Regions from separate parts of the Mus musculus genome. Here region 2 is linked to region 1. The links are chromatin contacts, called in public HiChIP or PLAC-seq maps. All regions are on one chromosome and are shown on one strand. Each heading gives the region's core, a stretch centred on a gene start, on an enhancer-like site or on the middle of the called end of the contact. The rest is flanking DNA. Distances are from core to core; before and after follow the strand shown. Region 1 has its middle 26 kb from the start of Gm26273. Region 2 holds the start of Rpl7 (ribosomal protein L7).

Region 1 (3,755 bases), core at 355-2,854:
CAAACAGACAGGAACAGAAAAAGAAACTCCCTGCAGAACGTTATAATTAAAACACTAAGTATACAAAACAGAGTGTATTAAAAGCCACAAGAGAAAAAAACAAGTCACATCTAAAGGAAAAGCCACCAGAATAACAGCTTATTTCTCAGTGGAAACTCTGAAAGCCAAAAGAGCCTGGATCAATGCATTCCAACCCTGAAAAAAAAAAAAAAAAAAACATAAAAACTAACATAGACTAATATACCCAGCAAAACTCTGCCATATTTTACGTAGAAATAAAAGCTTTCTATTAAAGAATCCAGAAACATACAATGGAAAAAAAGAAAGCATCTTCAACAAAATGAGCACCAGCACTAACTGGATATCTACATGTAGAATAATGCAAATAGGTCTATATCTATTATTCATCCTGCATGAAACTCAAACCCAAATATATCAAAGTCCTCAATAAAATTAGAGACACTTAACCTGATAGAAGAGAAAGTAGGGAATAGTTTTGAATGCACTGGCACAAAAGACAGTTCCTGAACAGAACACCATTAAACAGGCACTAAGGCCAGAAATTAATACATGGGACCTCATGAAACTAAAACATTCTGTAAAGCAAAAGACACCATCAATAGGACAAGATGGCAACCCAGAAAATGGGAAAAGATTTTCACTAACTCCACATCTGACAGGAGCCTGATATCCAACATATATAAGGAACTCAAGAATCAATCAACAAACTCCAATTTAAAAATGGGTCCAAACAGAATTCTCAATAGAGATATATCAAATGGCCAAGAAACACTTAAAGAAATGTTCAGCATCCTTAGCCATCAGAAAAATGCAAATCAAGCAAATCAAAACAACTTTGAAATTCTATCTTACACCTGTCAGAATGGCTAAGATCAAAAACACAATCAACAGCTCATGCTGGGGAGGTGTGGAGCATGGGGTACACTACTCCACTGCTGGTGGGAGTGAAACTTGTACAGTCACTTTGGAAATCAACATGGTGATTTTTTTTTCATTAAATTGGAAATCAATCTACCTCAAGATCCAGCTATAAGACTCCTGAACATAAAACCAAAAGATGCTTCATCCTATCACAGGGACACTTGCTCATCCATGTTCATAGCAACTTTATTCCTAATAGCCAGAAACTGGAAACAACCTACATGTCGCTCAACCAAAGAATGGTTAAAGAAAAAGTGGTGCGTTTACACAATGGAGCATTACCGTTAATGTGTGCTGTTAAAAACAATGGAATCATGAAATTTGCAGGCAAATAGATGAACTATAAAAGAACATCCTGAGTGAAGTAATCCAAACCCAGAAAAATAGAGAAACCTTGTCAAAAACAAAACAAAAGACAAAAAACAAAATTAGATATCAAGAAAAAAAACAATTAAAAGTGGAGTACATATACAAAGAATTCTCAATTGAGTAAACTCAAATGTCTGAGAAACAAAGAAATGTTCAACAACCTTAGCCATTGGGAAAATGCAAATCAAAACTACTTTGATATTTCATTTTAAACAAGTCAAAAATGATCAATATCAATAACACAAGTGACAGCTCATCCTACAGAGGGTGTGGAATAAGGGGGGCACTCATCTGTGACTGGTGGGAGTACAAACTTTTACAGCTGTGTGGATGGGCCTGGTGCTGATTGTATTTTGATGCTAATTCCACTCTCCTGGGAGGGGTTGCAGACAAGGAGTGAGTCAGGTACTTAGGAGACTTCTTATGAACCAATACCCTAATGAGTAAAGGAGCCAATCACTGGGTGAGTTGGTGGGACTTCCAGGTTGGATGGAGGAAGAGAAGAAGCAGGAGAGAGTCAGGTCCTTTTGGACAGGGATAGTGTGAGGACAAGATGCAGCTACTAGTGTCTGGCCGAAAGCATGGGTTTGCCTGAGGTGCACTACAAAGACTATGGGGGATTTTAAGCATGGGTTTGGTAATAACCCACCAGTGGGAACCTAGCAAGCTGGGTGGGGAAATTCTGGATTTCTGAGTCAGAGTCTCCATCAGATAAAAACAGGTCAGCCATTGCCGGCCACTGCATGGCCGGGAGGGAATGTGCTTGTTCTTTTTAATATTTCCTGCAAATACAGGCAAGGTGAAAATCAGTGTGGTCGTTCCTCAGAAAGGTGGGACTATATCTACCCCAATATCCAGTTATACCACTCTTGGGCATATACCCAATGGATTCTCAATCCTATTACAAAGACACTTGTTCGACCATGCTTAATGGTTTTCTATTCATTACAGACAGATACTGGAAACAACCTAGAAGTCCATCAGTAGATGAATGGATAAAGGAAATATGATACACACACACACACACACACGATGGGATATCACTGAGCCACTAAATAAATGAAATCATGAAATTTGCAGGTAAATAAATGGAACTATATATAATCACCCCAAATGACATAACCTGGATCCAGACAGACAAATACAGTATTATTCACTTATATTTGAATATTAGCTGTTAAGTCACTGATAAGCAAGTTATAATCCATAGACCCACAAAGGTTAGGTATATAGTAAGGGATTATGGGGGAGGGAGGGATCTCCTAGAAAGGGGAAATAGAATACATAGTTACATATGGACAAAACAGCATGCACAGGGCCTGCACAAGACTGCATCAGGGCTGAGAGGAGAGGTGGGGACACACACACACACACACACACACACACCCATTCCTAAGCCAAAAGCTAGCTCCAATTGATAACCACTTGCAAATGAAAATTTAGTTTCCTCCAAGGGAGTCCCAATGGGGAAAATAATCCACTCTTAAAAGTAGGCCCTGCTGCTCCCCTGAAGACACCACAGCCTACAGGCATCCCGGGAGATCTGCTGCACATAGGGTAAGGACCCTCATGAAGTCTCACAGCTAATGCTTGGAGCCCAGTGGACTCAGGTTCTATCACCCCCAACCCCCCCCCCCATTCCACTCCTATTCCTGCCTGCATCTTCTGCTAGGGCAGACTGCCAGCTAGTCTGCTCCCCAGAAGACACTACAGCCTGAGGCATCCCAGGAGATCTGCTGCATACAGAGTAACTAGTAAGGACCCTCCCAAAGTGCCACACATGTGGCTGGGAGCCCAGTGGGCTCAGGATCCCATCACTCCCCCAAACCCCCACCCTACCCCCTGAATTCCACTTCCAGACTGCCAGCTACTCTACTCCCCAGAAAACACTACAGCTAGAAGGCATCACAGTAGTTCCTCTGCACACAAGGCAACTGAGCAACCAACCCCACAGACTGAAGATTTCCCAGGGGATCCACAGCATGCAAAGCAACTGACACAACAGACTGAAAACCTCCCTGAAGTTCAACTGCACACAGAGAAACAGAAACCACAGTCTGTGCCCCACCCCTAGAGAACAGCTTCGCACAGGACAACAGCTTGACGGCTCCTCTGAAGACCCCACAGTCAGAAGGCGGAACAGAAGGTCTGCTATGGCCAGGGCTACAGGCCTACCAGGAGACCTGAAGCAACTCAGGGACAAAAGAAGCAGGCTCCAGACAGAGACACCCAGACCAGCAAATACCAGGGATGACCAAATGGTGAGCGGAAAGTGTAAGACCATAAGCATCAGAAGCCAATATACGTGGGCATTATCAGAATCCAGTTCTCCCACCATATCAAGTCCTGAATACTAACACACCTAAAAACCAGGAAGCTGACCTAAAATCCTATCTCATGAAGATAATAGAATCCTTTAAGAAGGATTAAATAACTCACTGAAA
Region 2 (3,755 bases), core at 794-3,293, 2.4 Mb before region 1:
GTCTTCTAACACAGAAAACCTTGCTCTCTTATCAAGGGGCAAATTCCACTCGCCTTCCAGAAGACCAGCGGGGTGTTCCTTTCCGGGAGAGCGAGGCTGCCCATGACACTAGGCAGTGGAGACCCTCCGGGCTGGGGAGATGTTTGACTCAACAATACACAGGCATTACCTTGCAGAGCAGCAGCGTCGGCCGCCTCCAGGTCCCGGTAGATGTGGCGAACCATGCCTGCGGTCTCCTCATTGCTCTGCGTGTTGATGTCCCAGAGAACCAGCAGCGCCCGGCGCCGGGCGAACTCGAGAGCAAAGAGGCGGCCCAGGCCGCTGCCCGCGCCCGTGATGAGGCACACCTGGCCGGCCACGCTCTTCTCCTTGGGCCGCACCAGCCAGCGCGCCGCGGCCAGCACGAACGCCCACAGCACTTTGAAAGTGACCACGAAGAACTCCACTACGATGTTCATCGCGACGCCCCGGGTCCCGCAGCAGCCCAGCACCGTGTCCTCACTCTCCCTGCGCCAGACAGCCCAGCTCCTGGCCCCGGAGGCGCTTGTCACCGCGATCCGGACGCGAAGGCTGCGCCCGGAGTCCGCCCCCGAGGTGCTGCGGGGCTGAATTGCGCGGGGCCAGTTCCGCCCGGGCTCGGCGCAGTGGCCACGGGCTGTGCCTGCCGCTGCTCCCGGCTCGGCGCCTCCTGCTGGCGGCCGCCTGTTTGTCCCACAGCGTCCGTCCGTCCGTCCAGTCCCGCTGCAGCGGCGGTGACAGCCGCGAGTTAGGCGACGCGCGCTGCCCTCATGGCCAAGCCGCCGCCGCCCGAACGTCCCCGGCGCTGCTGCAGCGGCTCCCCGTCTTCCTAGGACAGGGGTGCGCCGAGCGGATGCGTCGGGACGCGGGAGTTGTCAACTTGACTCAAGTTGCGGGAGGGTGCGGGCAGCGCCGGGAAGGGCCGACTTGCGGGGCGCACGCGAGGGCTGCCAACCGCTCGAGCTGCCAGCGCGACTCGGGTCCCCTGCCCTGCACTCGCGCCGCTGTCACTCGGGCACGGGGCCCCGCAGCGTCTGAGCGTTCCCAGCCGGCTCTGAGGTAGCTCCACACTCCGCGCTATATAACCCACCGCCGGGAAGCGCCGGCCGCTGCAGTGGCATCGGCCCTCCCTCAGCTCGGCCCTCCCCGCCCCCGGTCGCACCCCGCCCCCGGCCCAGCCTCCCCTCCCCGCTCGCCCTCCCGCCGGCCGCCCCACCGCGCGGGGCAGCCCCTCTTCCACGACCGCGGCCGAAGGCTCCCGCCCTCGTCGTGCCACTCTTCGCGGCTCACGCCCCCTGCTGAGGGTCGCCGTGGCTTGCGCCTGCCGGGTCCCGCAGCAGCGAACCCCCCCATCCTCCTCGGACCTTCGGGTCATCACTCTTCCCGGTCTCGCTGCTTTCGCCAACCGAGGGACTGTGGACCTGGCGGCCGATGATCAGGCGCTGCGGAAGACAGCCCGGCAGTCGGGCGGAAAAAGGACCTCGGCAGCGCAGCCGAGGTGGGGGAGCAGGGCTGCGTGGCCACGGGCCGCAGAGAGCCGGAGGAGGTGACAGACAGTGATTTCATAGCTCAGCTAGCCGCTGAGGACGTGAAGCCTCATACTCTAGTGAGCCTAATGGGAATCACCGCCGCGAAGGCTGCCCAGAGTGTCGGTCAACGTCGCCCTCCAGCCCCGCGGGTTATGCAGCGACGCATGCTGGGACTTGTAGTTCACATCCCTGAACATGCCTTTTGGGTCCAACGAATTCCGCAGAGCCTGACCCTAGGGTTGTCAACGCAACCTGGAGAAATTAAGCCCAGAGCTGACGAGGTGTCCCCACTCTATTCATTAAAAAAAAAAAAAAAAAAAAAAAAAATGTATTCAGTGCATTTGTTTTCCGATGAGTTTTACCATAAAGTTGGCTGGCCGTGACTAAGCCAAGCTGTTCATTTTGCGCCAGCAAAGTGCAAAAATCTCAATTCTAGATTATTTTCCGGCTTATCTCAGGACAGCTATAAGGCGTGGGGCTTCGCGCCCTGAGACCTTTAAGGAGACAGTGCGCATGCGCCACCTTTCTCTCTTCTTTTCCGGCTGGAACCATGGAGGCTGTTCCGTAAGTCGATTCTTCTCTCCCCCAGAATCCTTCTCCATCCCCCAAACTAGAGGCATTTTGTCTCACTTTTCCTGTATCTGAGTGTAGCCTGGAACCACTGCCTGCCTGTCTGGGTGTTTGTGACGCCGTGTGGTACTAGGAGGGAGTGCGGGGGGCCTCCGCGCGGAGGCCTTGGCAGTACCAGGAGCAAACTGAGGGCAGACTGCGGATCCGGCTACTTGGGCGGAGGTCCGTTCTTCGGTAGAATGTATTCCGCGGAATCATGGAACGAGATCCTTTGTAGCTAAAGTTATCTTAGCCGGCTGCTTACCGGCAGCCTCCTGCATATGGAGCTTGAGACTTGATCGAGGATCAGTGAGTCCTGGAACCCAAAAAGTGTGCAGTACAGTTTTTTCAGTGTGACTTGACAACTTGTAACAATTCACAGGCCAGGACTGATGGCTGGGGTTAGGCATAAATCTCTTTAATGTCATACATGTTTACCTTTAAGTAAGGTGTGTATAACGTGAAGGTTGTGGGCATGAACGCTGCATCTCCAGTAGAGCTTTCGGGAACGACGGAGATGCTAGATGCTGCCGGTTTGAGTGGGTGACAGTTTTAACGTAGTTCTGAGCACCTAGTGTGTGTGATACATCACCAGGAAGTTTTTTGACCTACTAGTAATTCTCTACAAACAACAGAGAGAAGAAAAAGAAGGTTGCCACTGTGCCAGGAACCCTTAAGAAAAAGGTTCCTGCTGGGCCAAAAACTCTCAAGAAAAAGGTTCCCGCTGTGCCAGAAACCCTCAAGAAAAAGCGAAGGAATTTCGCAGAGTTGAAGGTGAAGCGCCTGAGGAAGAAGTTTGCCCTGAAGACAGTAAGTAAACTTTGGAGGTCTTTAGTGGGCCAGGGAGCTTATTGGGACTGAGCGTGGGGTGAGATTGAAGAGAGATCTTCCTGGTTTGATATTCTCAAGTCATCCTTGTATAAAACTGATGCTGTGCTCTGTTTCAGAGCCAAGAATTATGACTGACTGGCCATTGGTTTTTCAGCTTCGAAAGGCAAGGAGGAAGCTCATCTATGAGAAGGCAAAGCACTATCACAAGGAGTACAGGCAGATGTACCGCACTGAGATTCGGATGGCCAGGATGGCAAGGAAAGCTGGCAACTTCTATGTGCCCGCAGAACCAAAGCTGGCCTTTGTCATCAGAATTCGAGGGTGAGTTCACTTTGCATCGTGTTCTGGCAGCAATGGCTGTATTGTGCCTGCCCTTAGGAAGGGGGCCGAGAATTACGGGGGGCGGGAAGTTGTTTGTGAAACCTGTGCCTAAGCTGCTTGCTCTGACTGCATTTCAGTGTCCTGTAGTTGTCTAAGAGCTTAAAAACAGTTTACTTAGTATCATTCAGTCATCTTTTATGATAAAACAGGAATCAAGAGAAGGCAAGCTAGTAGTGATAGCGTGTTGAGATTACACACACATACTATGTGGTGACTAAGTTTTGTATTACTTAAAATTACAATAAAAGCTGTATGGATCTATTTTTTTTCTCTGGCAGTATCAATGGAGTAAGCCCAAAGGTTCGTAAGGTTCTGCAGCTCCTTCGTCTTCGACAGATCTTCAATGGCACCTTTGTTAAGCTCAACAAGGCTTCAATTAACATGCTG

The links. HiChIP or PLAC-seq counts read pairs in DNA pulled down with a chosen protein or histone mark.
Region 2: an H3K27ac HiChIP or PLAC-seq map of large pre-B cells shows a contact between it and region 1, with 4 times the contacts expected there. The contact joins the promoter of Rpl7 here to the enhancer-like site in region 1. A contact is called at or near these places in 3 of 39 promoter capture datasets (hippocampal neurons, liver and pre-B cells) and 2 of 115 datasets of contacts at active chromatin or transcription factors (large pre-B cells and pro-B cells).

What each region holds. Positions count from the first base shown.
Region 1 is chr1:13,747,035-13,750,789 of GRCm38.p6, reverse strand. No RefSeq gene overlaps it. Among named protein-coding and RNA genes, the nearest start is that of Gm26273, 26 kb to the left of the region's middle. Within about 2 kb of position 1,604, at least 1 of the 459 cell types and tissues checked has an H3K27ac peak or open chromatin away from gene starts, as enhancers often do.
Region 2 is chr1:16,102,721-16,106,475 of GRCm38.p6, reverse strand. It overlaps Rpl7 (ribosomal protein L7), which reads left to right and starts at 2,043. Exons shown (of 7, transcript NM_011291.5): 1 at 2,043-2,111; 2 at 2,792-2,966; 3 at 3,142-3,308; 4 at 3,647-3,755. The coding sequence starts at 2,098. It overlaps Rdh10 (retinol dehydrogenase 10 (all-trans)), which reads right to left and starts at 594. Exons shown (of 6, transcript NM_133832.3): 1 at 170-594. The coding sequence starts at 458.